Linked DNA regions of Mus musculus: region 2 is linked to region 1. Evidence: chromatin contacts called from public HiChIP or PLAC-seq data. All regions are on one chromosome and are shown on one strand. Each heading gives the region's core, a stretch centred on a gene start, on an enhancer-like site or on the middle of the called end of the contact. The rest is flanking DNA. Distances are from core to core; before and after follow the strand shown.

Region 1 (3,378 bases), core at 620-3,119:
GAACTCAGTGGTAGAGCGCTTGTCTAGAATGACCTGTGAGGAGCTCTGGGTTTTATCCTCAGTACTGCAAGGAAAGAAGAAATGAAGGAAGGAAAGAAGAGAAACCTAGGGACTGGAGAGATGACTCAGTGAGTAATGAAGTTCCAGCCGCACAAGCATGAGGATCTGAGTTCAAATCCCCAACACCCACATAAAAAATATGGTTGTACCTGTGCCTATAGTCCTTAAGCGCTGGAGGCAGAGACAGGAGGGTCACTGGAGGTTGATCTGCCTAGCTTCAGATTCAGTGACATACCCTGTGTCAAGAGAATAAGCAGAGTAGGGTACCTGATGGCCTATTGTGGCCTCCATGTGCTCCTGTGGATGTACCACACTCATACACATACACACGCAAAAAATTAGGTGGTGAGTGATTGAGGAAGGTCAACCCCATGTTGACCTTTTACCTCCATACGTGTGCACATACATATACACATGAATGAATATATATACATAATATATATATATATATATGCATAAATGTACACAAAACCAAATTACCTGACCCTTACCTGACAAGGGAACCTAAGGGAAGACACAGTTGTACTATGGGCGGTTTGGGGATACACAACCCATTGTGGGGGACAAAGAGCAGCTCCCAGCTGTGGCAGCAGGAGACTGAGGCTGCTGGCTCACATCTCTGCACTGGGAAACAGAGAGGGGGGAGCACAGGCAGGCTTCCTCCTTTCCTCCATTTTACTGATCCTCAGTCCCCAGTCCATGGGATGGGTGGACATTTCCTCTTTAGTTGCACCTCTCACAGACACACCCAGAAGTGCTGTCTCCCAGGAGGTGACTCTAAATCCATGGAAGACTAACCACTAGTGGAGTCCTCCTGGTTTAAGAAAGTCACTACATTAAAATTTCAGATTTGTTTAGAATTATCAAGTGAAATATTTTGGTAAATGCCTCATAGCAAGGCCACAAAATGTTTGTCCCATGAATGGTAATGTTAACTTGATTTTTTTTAAGAGTAGAGGGCTAGAGAGAAGACTCAGCAATTAAGAGAACCTGCTGTTCTTTTCAGTATACGTATACACATGAATATATATATATATGTATACACACACACACACACACACACACACACACACACACACAAAGGTACATGTAAAAGCTCCTGGTTAACTTTTTATAAAAGCTTCGTTTTAATTTATATGTACATTGCATGTGTCCATGGTGGGGGGGGGGGGGCTTTGGAGGCCAGAAAGTGTCTGTGTGCATGCGTGTGTGTGTGTGTGTGTGTGTGTGTGTGTGTGTGTGTGTGTGTGTGTATGACGTGTGCCTGGGGGTGCCCTTAGAGGCCAGAAGTGTCTGATCCTCCAGAGCTGGTGTTGTAGGAGGAGCGGGAGTTACAAGAGGTTTTGAGTCACTAGAAGGATCAGAATCGAACTTGGGCAATTTGTAAGAGCGGTAAGTAATCTTAACTGTTGAGTCATCTTACTGGCCTCTATATGGCAAAACTACAAGTAAATATCTTGCTCCTTTTTCAGGTTTCACCCTGCTGTTTTGACATCCTTGGGTGATTCCAGATCAATTTTTAGTATGATTTTGCCAAATGATGATTTCTCCTTTTAAAAAAAAATTTTTTTTTAGTGCCTTTCAGGGGTTCTCAGCACACAGTAGCTGGTTCAGATTTTTGTTTGATGAATGAATGAATGAACCCCAGATTCAGTTGGCCTAGCTGAGGGACCACTGCTGCCTCTCCTCAGTCAGGGGCTTGACTCCTTCAGCCAATCAGGACCTGCTCCTGGACCAGCTTACGTAGAACTGAGATCTCCTATTGGCTCCTACGCCGGCTCAGGGGCCAATGGGCGCGCGGGAGGCGGGGCTTTCGTGGGCCCGGGGTATAGCTTCGTGGCCCGCGCGCGCGCTTCTCTCCGGCGCGGGCACCGGCGCGAGCCATGGCTTCAGTTTCCTTGTTGTCTGCGTTGGCTGTGCGGTTGTTGCGCCCCACGCACGGCTGCCACCCCCGCCTACAGCCCTTCCACCTGGCGGCAGTGCGGTGAGTGTGTCGGGGAGCGAGTCCGTGGGGTTGCGGAGCGCGGCGTGGACAGATATCCTTCCCAAGCATCACCCGGCCTCGGGGCCAGCCCCCAACGGAGAGGTGTGGCGGGGCAACGTGGCACCGGGGTGCACGTGGAGATGCGGACGCTTGGCAGGGGACACTGTTCTGCCACTGCAGAGATGGGTGCGGAGAGGTCTGCCCTTCCCGGACCCTAGCGGCAGCCCGGGTTGCTGCAGTCTGATGAAATCTGTGAGCCGGCTTGCTCCAAGGGTACCAACTTCCCTCCTCCCGGGTGGGTGTGGTTCGCAAGATGCCCCAGCTTGATGGTGGCCCTTCGCAGTCCACTCTGGAGCCCACCAGTTCTAGCCTTGGCAACCTAAAATGATACATGCCCCAGAAGTTGCTGGGGGCTGCTGGGAGTAGGGTGCATTGTTTTAGAGGGAGCTAGGGTGTTGGAGCTTCCGATCTGCACGTGGACCACTGTGGTGGTCACACCATTCTGTGAGTGTTTAATACCACATAAACCGTACGCTTTAAAATTGCCAGAGCCGGGCGCGGTGAGATTGCTTGTGAGGCAGGAGGATTACTGCGGTTCAAAGCCAACTTGGTCTATAGAGTGAGTTAGAGACCAGCCTAATTTTAAAAAAGTCACAATGGTAAAAATCGTATACATATTTTTTCATAATTTTAAAAGTTGAAATATATGAAGGCCTCTCAGCCCCCAAAGTAAGTTGACTGGGAAAAGAAAAAAACCAAACTAATGAGGAAGGCAGAAAAGTTTTATGCACTTCTTTCGGGGGATAATTGATTTATTGGGTCTTTCTTGGCCTCAAACTCCAATTTCTGTGCCTAGGAAGAAGAGTCCTAGAGGGGTTGTGAATACTAGGTGGAAGGCAATAAAAATATTTCTGGAGCCTTGCATGTTGGTGCACTGGATCCTGAGGTTTTGCAGGACTTGAAAGGGTTTTCCAAGATCAGATCCTGACCTCCCACATTGAATTCCACCTTTTATTTCCCTGTTCTTCCTTTCCTCTTCCTGAGTTCTGGCTCCATATGTCTGTGGACCACACGTGTCAGAGACTTTGCTAACTGAAAAGATCCTGTAATTCATTACCCAAAAAAACTGGACCACTTTGCTCCTTCTCCGGGTTTACTCTTGCATGCTTTTCTGAGAAGTGTGGGCTTCGTATCTCTGAAGTCGATCTGTGTTCGCCGTCCTGCACATTTGATAATTGCAGTGCCTGCCTTGCCGACCCAGGGTTTCAGGAACATAAACTCCGGGGCTGGAGGGAAGAGTACTGTTGCCTGGGAGACGGTGGGCGGGAGAGTAA
Region 2 (3,378 bases), core at 281-2,780, 330 kb after region 1:
AACAAACAACAGAATAAAACAATAGACATGAAACTAACCATATCAACACTTAAATAATTATTAATGGAGTATCATTCCAAGTAAAACTTAGAGGTTATCAGAATAAATAAATAATATGTTGTCTACAACAAATTTTCTTATTCTTTTTTTTTTTTTTTAAAGATTTATTTATTTATATGTAAGTACACTGTAGCTGTCTTCAGACACTCCAGAAGAGGGAGTCAGATCTCGTTACGGATGGTTGTGAGCCACCATGTGGTTGCTGGGATTTGAACTCCGGACCTCTGGAAGAGCAGTCGGGTGCTCTTACCCACTGAGCCATCTCACCAGCCCAAATTTTCTTATTCTTATTCTTATTGGTTTTCAAGATAGAGTCTCTCTGTGTTGCTCTGGCTGTCCTGGAACCCATTCTGTAGATAGGCTGGCCTTGAACTCAGAGATCCACATGCCTCTGCCTATGAAGTGCTGAGATTAAAGGCCTTGCCACCATGCCTGGCTCAATATACTTTAAATACAAATCCACAAATGAATTGAAAGTACATGTATTAGAAAAGATAAATGATAAGGACTCAGGAGAAATGAAAGCATCCATGCCTGGAAAGATCTGTGTGTAGGCATTTATACCAGTTTTACTCATAGTCAAAAATAGAAAACCAAAGTGTCCATTGACAGGTGAATAGTTAAACAAATTATTTATGTAAAATATTACTATTCAACAATAAAGACTTGTTATAAACACCATGGACAAATCTCAACATCTGAATGAAAAAGGTCAGACACAAAAGTATATATATATATATATATATATATATAGTATGATTCTACTTTTGTAAAATGGGAAGTAAAGGGCGGAGGGTGGGATTGAGTGTGTGTGTGTGTGTGTGTGTGTGTGTGTGTGTGTAGGGGAGGAGGGGCCTTTGAGCACAATGCAAGGATTTTATATCTTGACTGGGGTGATGATCTGTAGGGGTACAGGACTGTGAAAACTCACTGAGCTGTACATGTTGAATGCATGTAACTTCTGGTATGTAGACTATTCCTCAACCCGGCAAGAACAAACTTTAAAAAATCGCCATTTTCAAGTAATTTCAGATATGCTGCTAAATTCCTATCACTTCATTTAAGTATAAAAGGAGGGGATGCTATTTTTCTGAGATCACGGCTTCTTTTAATGAAACACATGTCTGTCTGGGTTAAAAATCTTTAGGTAGCAAACACAACAGAGCTTCTAATTTAGACTTAATGCCACAGGAAAACGACTTTAATGCAGTTATCCAAGACAAACTCGATGCGCAGCTGCTCATCTGGCCTATTTTGTAAGACATCAGAGTCTGACAACTGCTTAAAGTACAGAGGGGACCCTCCAATCCCCTACCCCTACTTCTTTCTGGACTCTTCTAAGGAGCAATGAATCTCCATCTTCTTTGTTTGGATTGTTAACATTTGGTATTTCCTGAGAACACATGTGGATAGGCTGCCTTTCCAAGGATCTTGACATCGATCCCTGGTAAACTCTAGGAGGAAATTTTAAACAGATGGTTTGTGAGCACTTAGCAAAGGAACCTGATATCCTTGTGTACACGGCTGAGAACTGTAGGCTCGCTGACAGCCTCGTTAAGCTGATTTGTAACTGCTTCAAGACTCACATACCCAATCAGTGCAGACGGTTGTCAACCTGGACAGATGCTGTCTGGATGCCAAAGTATATTGATCACTGTGACCTCCCGAGTTTTGGCATATTTATTACTTATCCATTCTTTAGAAGACTAGTATAAAAATTTTATCGTATGCAAATGAAGACGTATCAGGTGTGCCCTTGTAAGCTCTAAAAGCTCAGCCATAAGCAGACATCATGAATCTCTTTTGTTAACTTGAGATACAGAATGTCATGAATAGCACGACATGTCTGTGTGCTCTTCCCTCCTCCTCAGAGGAAGCCTTGCTATGCTGAACTTCCTTATCATTCTTTCTCTTTTAAAAAGGTTACTGCTTTAAGTAATATTTCATTGCTTTAACTTCCTGGAGCTTTGTAAGAAGCACAGTCTTCTATATGCCATGAGTGGCCTGCCTCTCCCCACCCCCCCAACACCCCCCACCCCCCGTATAAACATTCATGAGCATCGTTCCTCTCAGCTGTGGTGCTCCACTTTATGATGATGTTACAACGTTTGCATTCCAGACAGCAACTTCTCGCTGGTTACTTGAGTGAGAGCTGTAGGTGTGGTTTTTCTGACTCCCTTTTCCATGGTGTCTTCTGACAAACAGGAATTCTGATTTTACTATAGGGATGCTTCTTCAGTCTTCTGTAGCTAGCAGACTTTGTGTCTCATATGAAATTCTTCCTTCTCCTCACCTACAGTCATTAAGTTTTTTCTTATACATTCTCTTCTAAAAGTTTTCTCTCTCATATTTAGGTTTTATAAAGTAGAGATCCAACTTCTCTTTTTTCCTGAAGGATCAATGATCGTTCCAGCATGATTTAGTAACTACACTAATCTATTTTCATTGTTTTTCCATGGCAGCCACACCACACATTATGTTTTCATGTGACTTTCTGCTTCTGGGCTCAGTAATAAGTTCTGGACAGGACAAATGGTCTATTCCTGTGTCAGTATGACACTACATATTATTTTCTGCAGTGCTGTGTGTTAAACCCAGAGCATCATGCATATGAAACAAAGGATGTGTGATTGAGCATATGATAAGCCCAAGTACTGTCTTTTTTTTTAAGATTGATTTATTTATTTTATGTGAGTACACTGTAGCTGTCTTCAGACACCCCAGAAGAGGACATCTGATCCCATTACAGATGGTTGTGAACCACCACGTGGTTGCTGGGAACTGAACTCAGGACCTCTGGAAGAGCAGTCAGTGCTCTTAACAGCCGAGCCATCTCTCCAGCCCCTCCAATACTGTCTTATTTAACAACTTTATGAGTCATCTTTGCACCCTTGGCTTTAACATGCACCTTAATTTCAATGTGCACATGCACATGAGCGTGTGAGTGCATATACACTTTGCATGGGATTAGTTCATCAGATTAATTTTAAAAAGTGAGCTAGGTATAGTAATTGTAATCTCATTTATGATGAGCATTTGAGATTGACATAGGAGAATGTGATTTTTTTAGGGCAGCTTAGGTTACACATAACCTAGGCTTTGTAAAGCAAAACTCTGCCTCAGAATAAAATCAACAAATGAAGCTGGGCGTGGCAGTACAGACTTGTAATCCTAGCACTCAAGAGGCTGAAGCAGGAGTATTGCCACAAGTTCATGCTATCCAGAACTACACAGTGAGACCCTGTTTCAAAACTAAACCAAGTCAAAACAAAATCAACAAAAAACTCTGATAGGATTTTGATTGGAATCAGTTAGCAG

What was found. HiChIP or PLAC-seq counts read pairs in DNA pulled down with a chosen protein or histone mark.
Region 2: a contact with region 1 is called in an H3K4me3 HiChIP or PLAC-seq map of embryonic limb bud, with 4 times the contacts expected there. The contact joins the enhancer-like site here to the promoter of Mthfd2 in region 1. A contact is called at or near these places in 9 of 39 promoter capture datasets (the 3T3-L1 cell line, the C10 cell line, the HPC-7 cell line and 6 more), 1 of 15 datasets of contacts at CTCF or cohesin (pro-B cells), 7 of 484 Hi-C or Micro-C datasets (the Ba/F3 cell line, bone marrow, bone marrow-derived macrophages and 4 more), 17 of 115 datasets of contacts at active chromatin or transcription factors (the 230-238 cell line, the SCID.adh cell line, Th17 cells and 13 more) and 4 of 9 other capture datasets (adipose tissue, bone marrow-derived macrophages, liver and 1 more).

What each region holds. Positions count from the first base shown.
Region 1 is chr6:83,316,095-83,319,472 of GRCm38.p6, reverse strand. It overlaps Mthfd2 (methylenetetrahydrofolate dehydrogenase (NAD+ dependent), methenyltetrahydrofolate cyclohydrolase), which reads left to right and starts at 1,869. Exons shown (of 8, transcript NM_008638.2): 1 at 1,869-2,044. The coding sequence starts at 1,944.
Region 2 is chr6:82,985,808-82,989,185 of GRCm38.p6, reverse strand. All of the region lies in intron 4 of M1ap (meiosis 1 associated protein), which reads right to left. Among named protein-coding and RNA genes, the nearest start is that of Gm32644, 35 kb to the left of the region's middle. Within about 2 kb of position 1,530, at least 22 of the 459 cell types and tissues checked have an H3K27ac peak or open chromatin away from gene starts, as enhancers often do. A contact at or near this core is called in embryonic limb bud and second pharyngeal arch cranial neural crest, where this site is marked.